Linked DNA regions of Arachis hypogaea: region 2 is linked to region 1. The links are chromatin contacts, called in public Hi-C maps. All regions are on one chromosome and are shown on one strand. Each heading gives the region's core, a stretch centred on a gene start, on an enhancer-like site or on the middle of the called end of the contact. The rest is flanking DNA. Distances are from core to core; before and after follow the strand shown.

The links. A called contact is a pair of places that touch in the nucleus more often than the background predicts.
Region 2: a Hi-C map of leaf shows a contact between it and region 1, with 4 times the contacts expected there. The contact joins the enhancer-like site here to the promoter of LOC112712719 in region 1. A contact is called at or near these places in 7 of 8 Hi-C or Micro-C datasets (leaf and an unstated tissue).

What each region holds. Positions count from the first base shown.
Region 1 is chr9:120,319,473-120,323,118 of arahy.Tifrunner.gnm2.J5K5, reverse strand. It overlaps LOC112712719 (receptor-like protein 4), which reads right to left and starts at 1,579. Exons shown (of 9, transcript XM_025765654.3): 1 at 1,109-1,579; 2 at 1-1,024. The coding sequence starts at 1,205.
Region 2 is chr9:120,379,285-120,382,930 of arahy.Tifrunner.gnm2.J5K5, reverse strand. No RefSeq gene overlaps it. Among protein-coding and RNA genes, the nearest start is that of LOC112712721, 9.7 kb to the left of the region's middle. Within about 2 kb of position 1,945, at least 3 of the 3 cell types and tissues checked have open chromatin away from gene starts, as enhancers often do.

The DNA.
Region 1 (3,646 bases), core at 330-2,829:
CTGATGATAGGAACACCAACAGCCGCCACAAGCTTCACCCTCAAAGAACTGTCACTCAAATTCTTCACAGTGTAGTGCCAATCAAACGCCGCGAACCTTCCAACCTCCTTGTATATATCAACCCTGCTCACGTTCCTCTCATTGATGAACACATCGACGACCCTCTCCCCTTCCTTCCTCACGCTCGAATCGATCTCTGCAAAGTGCAGCCACACCATGTAGTCCATCTTCGCGTCCACAGTAAATTCGTACTCTAAATTGCCCTCCGCCGTCACCGCCGACTGGTACACTTTCATCGGGAAGTAATTAGGGCTCAAATCAGCGCCACTGACGTCGTTCTGCGTGAACACCACGCGCGCCTCGGATTCCTTATCCGGCAAGATCCGGAACGCGGAGTCCGGTTGCCACGACCTCCCGAAACGGTCTTCGTCGGCGGTAAATCCCGGTCCCCAGTGCTCGTCGGAGCCGCAGGAGACGCGGCCGTAGTTGACCAGCACAACGTCTTTTCCGGTGGAAGCGGCGTCGTATGAAGCAGGATCGATCTCGAAGAGCTCGACAGAGGAAACTACCGGTGCGTCTGTCGCGTAGCCGTAGAAGCAGAGGTCAATAGTGGCTTCTCCGACGGAGAAATTATGGGCGGCGGTGGAGAATGCAAGTAGATCGGCATAGGCGCCATCAGAGGCAGTGGAGGCTGGCCATGGGGAGCGCCAGCTGAAGAGGATGGTGGAGGAGAGAGAGACGTCGAAGGAAGGAGGGCGGGACTTGGCGTCGTAGTTGTCGTAAAGAGTGAAGGTGCGGAGGAGGAAGCGGGAGGATGAGACGGAGGGGAGGGAGTAGCAATTCTTCTTGCCGTAGGAGGAAGGAGGAAAGAAGCGGAGAGTCTTCTCGGAAGGGAGGTGGAATCGGAGAGGCTCGGAGATGAGGGAGTCAGTGCCACCGGAGAAGTAGCGGTCGGAGAGCCATGTAGTGTTGTAGGGATCGGTGGCGTTGGTGGAGGAGCCGCAGTTTATGTGGATGGAGTAACCTGCATAGTATAGCCGCAGTCAACATGTTAAACATCATTGCCAGATGCATGTGAGGAGAGAGAGAGAGAGCGTGTGTTACTTACCGTAGTTGTATGGTTGTGGTGGCGGCGGCGACGATGAAGTTGTGATAATGCAGGTGAAGAAGAAGAAAAAGAGAAGGGTGCAGTTTAACGGCGTCATTGTTTCTGTTAGTTATGAGAGTGAGGACATGAGTACAGCAAGAAACGTATGTAGTGTTGATGATGTGAAAAAAGCGAGGGAGAAATGGCGAGATTGGCGGAAGAAGAATGTAGTCGTTAATTAGTGCAGCAAAAGTAGTTGTTATTTGTTAATGCACAGTTACTACTTACTGCTTGCTACGCTAATTTTGGTGCCAAAATTTCAAATGCTTTCTAGTTATTTTTTTTAAATATTTTAAAAGTTAATTTGGTGTAATTTTATTGAGTTTAAAATTGAAAATGATTTCAAAAATAGATTCTGTCATTATTTATTATTGGATTCAGGTCAAGACGAATTTGACTTCACCTATCTTATGTACACTCTAAAAAAACTAGAAGAATATATATATTTTAATTAATTTTAATATTATATTATATTAATTATAAATTTATTATTTTATTTTTAATCAGGTTTGATGAATTAAAAAATAAATAAAAAATATAAAATTAAAATGGATCCCGTTATGGAGACAATGGACTATTTGTATAATGTGGACAATGGTTATTGAGTTATGAAATGAACATCCCCTATACTATTTAGAATAACCATTCGAGTACAAGGAATAATAAACATCTTCTCGAAAAATTAGTTTAATTTTTGGGTTCACCAAGGATCAAACTCTTGACCTTTCGGATCTAGCGTTTTAATACCATGTCATGATATCACTCATCCCAAAAGTTTCAGCTGATGGAAAAATGTAACACTAATTATTATATCTCTAATACTCTATAAACCTCCATTGTACACATTGTATAAATATTTCATTGGCTCCTCATACTTTTCTAATTAAAATTTATGAAAAAATTTAAATTTTAATATAAATATCAATTTACAGTAATAAATATATCATAATTTTTTAATATAAAATTTATCAAAATTCAAATTTTGTCTATCTAAATTTGATTTTAGTGTAACTAAAAAATAATATAATTTTATCAAATCTAAAATCGAATAAAAATATTAAAAATAAATCTAATTATTATTTAAAGTAAAATTCAAATAAAGATGAACCTGATTTCATTCACCTATGTACACACTCCTAATGCTATATATTAATTTCATGTATCAATTATATAACAGATCTTGTAGTAGTTGGTATTTGGTAAGGATATTTAATGTGATAATGTTATGCTTTGTAGGTTGTAGCCGAACAAGTTCCTTTTTAAAATTAATTAAATTCTCTAAACAATCAGCAAACTAATTAAGGCTAAGGTCAATCCTTCTCATGTGAAAGCATAGAACGTGGATACATGATTGACCCCTCCCCCCTGCATAGTATAGGCATGGCGTTCAAATGTCAATGGAAGACTTAGAAGTGACGTGGAAATGTATATATCATAGTAACTACCCCTTTTGTTTTCTTGCCTTTTAATGATAATAATATAACTAGGTTAATTTATTCAAGTGTTTTCTGCTGCGCCCATATCCCTAAACAGCTAGCAACGCCATTCATTTTTAATGCATCATTTAACTCGGTAAACATTGAAGAAGTTTGGTCCAACCAAAACAAGTACCTCATAATTCAGATATGAGTGACACAACTGCGCCATATATTTACTAACCGTAGCAAGTTTGGTAAGGTTACAGCAAGTAGGGGTGGAAGCGAGCTGACTATTCACTGGGATTTCTCGTCGCATTTTATTAAATAACCCTAAATTTTTTTATAAAACCTATTAATTAAAAAATCATGTTATAAGTTTTAAAAACATTTATGAAATTGTTGGGAAAATTCATTACAATATTTTTTATAAAAATAAATTATTTTTAATATAAACTTTTAACTATTTGACTAATATTAAAAAAACCCGAAAAATAAATTAATAATGTACTGTCCTATTATTAGAGTTTGTTGAGTGTTCTATTAAAATTTTTGGAGTAATTCTAATTTTGTGAGATCTCATACACTGTGTGCCAATCGATTCACCATGGCAGCAATTGTTATACTTACTAATCAGCACCATAGTGCGATTAAAGATGAGGAGGAACAGATAATTTATTTCGGGAATGAAGATATCCAAGAAGAATTAGAGAGATTCTCTTGGAGTTTGGTAGGAAGACTACTAGCAGATAAATAATTCAGTGCTAAAATGCTAGAATCAACAACGTATACTATCTAGAGGTAGTCAGAGAGATTCAAGGTACTAGATCATGGTGGTAATATGTTTCAATTTTTTTTAAGAAAGGAGATTGATCTATTGAAAGTTGAGAAAGGAGTGCCATGGTTCTTCCATTCCAAGTTTTAAACAAGAAATAGGAAGAATAAAATTCAAACTTTGGAGAATGAAAATGGCACAATTACACTTCTTTGTAAAGAAATAAGATAAACAATTCTTTGTAAAGAAACACATGTTTGATGATTTCCTGCCATAAAGTATAGCAATTTTTGAGAAAAATAGAAAGTA
Region 2 (3,646 bases), core at 696-3,195, 59 kb before region 1:
CAAAGGGGAGCATGAACATAAGTTGAGTGTGGCAGACATGAAGATGTTGAGATGGATGAGTGGTCATACGCGATTGGTTAAAATAAGGAACGAAGATATAAGGGAGAGAGTTGGAGTAGCACCCATTGTGGAAAAGATGGTTGAATCGCGCCTCAGGTGGTTTGGACATGTGAGAAGAAGACCGATAGAACACCCAGTTAGGAGGGTGGATGAGATGGAAGATGGACAAGGGGCGAAAGGCAGAGGAAGACGTAAGAAGAACATCCGTGAGGTGGTCAAACGAGATCTACATGTAAACGGTCTATTTGTAGACATAATACATGTCAGAGCACAATAACCTCGTTTGATTCATGTATCGTTTGATTCATGTAGGTGATCCCATCTAGTGAGACAAGGCTTTATTGTTGTTATTGTTGTTGAATTTAATTACATCTGTGTCTGATTTTTCTTATATAAATTGTGGTATTGAATTTTAGTATTTATTATTAAGAAAATATTTAAATAACAATAGTATGAGCATTAATTTTAAATTATTAATATTATTTATTGTTAAGAGAATATTTACTAAAGACATAAAAATAAAATAAACTAGTATAGACAATGCATATTAAGATAAAATGAGTATTGTGAAGTGAAAAAAAAATTATTCAAATAAAAGAATGTTCATTTATATAAATTATTTGACTGAAATTCATGTAAGTTATAAGTTTGTATATTAATATTAATTTTGATATTTAAAAAGTATGTCAAATTATTTTTAATTATATTACATAAATATAAAAATCAGCCACCAGCTATATAAGAATACATATTTAATATTTATGAAAAAGTTTAATTATCTAGTTATAACAAATTGGATTCTTTTTCTATACTAAATTTGATTATTCCGGTGATAATAATTTTATTAAAAAATTGAGTAAAATAATATATATATATTTATACATAAATATATATAGTAGCTGATTATTTATCTTTATAAAATATTTTTGTCTGTAATATACACAAATATATAATAACTATATTTTTATCACAAATTTTATTTTATTTGAATACAAAATAAATATAATTAACAATAACAAATTTAATCTAATGATTATTCTAATAAAAATTATTCAATTTTATAATATTACAAAAATATCATTTATGTTTTCTAATTAATAAATTTTTTACCGCCTTTTTATTTTGGTCAAGTCTTTTTATTATATTTGTGCCCAATAACTTCAATCACATCAAATTACAGATTTTTATCCATTTTTCATTACTTGTCCATTATGTTTTCAGGCCTGTATTTCAATAGATTCGCTCCCAGCTGGTCAAATCCTTTTCGTATTTTTTGTGACATGTTTTTTATTTTTGGAACTTTTCGGACTTGGGTTGAATTAACAAAGCGTAGGCAAGCTAAGAGTCTGTTACAAAAGGGCCACAGAAATTAAAACCATGCATCACTCTTTGTTCTTGATTTCATGCTCTTGTGTTTTCTTTTGGGTCAAATTACACTCTAACACACACAGCTTTTGGGTTGAATCACAATCTGGGTCTAACAATTATATATGTTTACATCTCTCTCAAACAAGGTAGTTTACTCCTTTTTCAGCTCTTGGGTTGAATCACAATCTGGGTCTAACAATTATGTATGTTTACATCTCTCTTAAACAAGGTGGTTTACTACTTTTTTTTTTTATTTTGTATCATAATTACTCCTACTTGTATTTTCTCATTCTTATCTGGGCCCATACTAGCGAGCAACTATAGGGCACTTGCCCTGGTTCGATACCAAAAACAATTTCTATATTTTAAATTTTAAATTCTAATCATAAAATCTAAATTCTCAAATAATAATAATATTAACTAATTGAAAACTAATTCTTATACTTATTCATGTCTTTTTCACAAACATCTTATCAACATTTACATCATAATAAGCAGTTGTTGCCACCATTGTCAATGCATCAATCTAGCCTCCATCTTCATATATGATACTGTTTCAGTGGTGGACCAAGATTTAACACCAAACACGATTATTTTGGGAAAAAAAAAAAAAGACAAATGAATCAATAACACCCGAATTTACTCGTTTTAAAATGCACCACTTAAAAATATCTTTTTAAAAAACGCGTTTTATTCTTCTCTGATGTAGGACATTTTGTGCAGCCGTCAGCCACATCGTGCATAGCACGGGTTATTAAAAGAGGAAAAATTTTGCAATTGAGCCGTGGCACGAATGTAGGATTTGTATACCTCTCATCAAACTGCACTTAGAATCGATTTTCAGCCATAATTGAATATAGTGTGTGTGAGAGTGCGTATATCCATAAAAAAAGAAAAATTTTAAATGTTCTAAATGTACCAATATTTTAGTAATTTTAATCATTTATTTCAATTAATATTATAGAAAATTACGATATGAGAAAACATGAATCAAGAATAATGGAGTAAAGAACAAGATTTGGAAAGAAAAGAGATAAATTTCTCATTTCACAAAACTGAAAAAAGAAATTGAAAATAGTAAAATTAGCCTTTGGAGCTTATATACTTGTTGCATAATCTCAGCCACACACTTAATCTTTAGCTACCTTGTCCAAACTAGTCAAAATAGAATTGAGCTAAAATTTTAGGAGCTAGCTAACTAACTAATTAACATGTGATGTGAATAAATATTTCAATACTGTTGCTACTATTGTATTGAAATGGAGGTTAGGTTACATCTTCCCTCAAGCTTGGGTGGTAAAGATTCAGCAATCCAAGCTTGTTCATGTTGGTGGAAAAGGGCCCAAGAGATAAGGCCTTAGTGAGAAAGTCTATAATCTATTTTTTGGAATTAATTGGCATGAGATGAATTGAGAGTAACTTTTCTCTCACAATGTGACAATCAACTTTAATATGCTTTGTTCTTTTATGAAAGATGGGGTTGTTGGCAATATGAATCGCTGATTGGCTGTCATAGAAGATTGTGATTGACTTTTGGAGTGGAAAGCTCATGAAGGAAATCACGAATGACAACCAACGAGCTTCATATGTGGCAGCAGCAAGTACTATATATTCTGCGTCTACAGACGACCTTGCAATGGTTGTTTGCTTTTTGCTCTTCCAGCTTATTAATGAGATGCTGATAGAGAGGCACCTACTACTAACAGGTTTGGGTTGTGTTACAATAAGAGAGGTAAGTAGAGGTTAAGTAGGAGTTTTTTTAGGAGCGGTTGGCATGTCCAGCTAGTTGATAGGTTGTTAGGCTCTATTACTCACTACCTATAAATAGCTAGGTTATAGTTAGTTTAGGCAAGATATTTTTCATGTTATGATTTCCCGGTGTATTAAATTTGTGACAGTTTGATATTCCATTGTCGACTGGCTTGCTTCAAGCCATAGAGTGAATTTTGTAACTTGCACACCAGTCCTGATCTTGCTACTTCCAAACCTAGTGGTATCTTCATATATATCTGTTTGTCAATGTCACCATAAAGGAAGGCTGTATTTACATCTAACTGCTTCAAATGCCAATTTTTTGTTGCTTTTGTAGCCAACATTTACCTCAGTGTGGTGATCTTCATAACTGGACTGAATGTGTCACCATAATCCACACCTTGTACCTGTGTGAATTCTTTGGCAACTAAACAAGCCTTGTGTCTTTCAATCGAACCATTTGAGT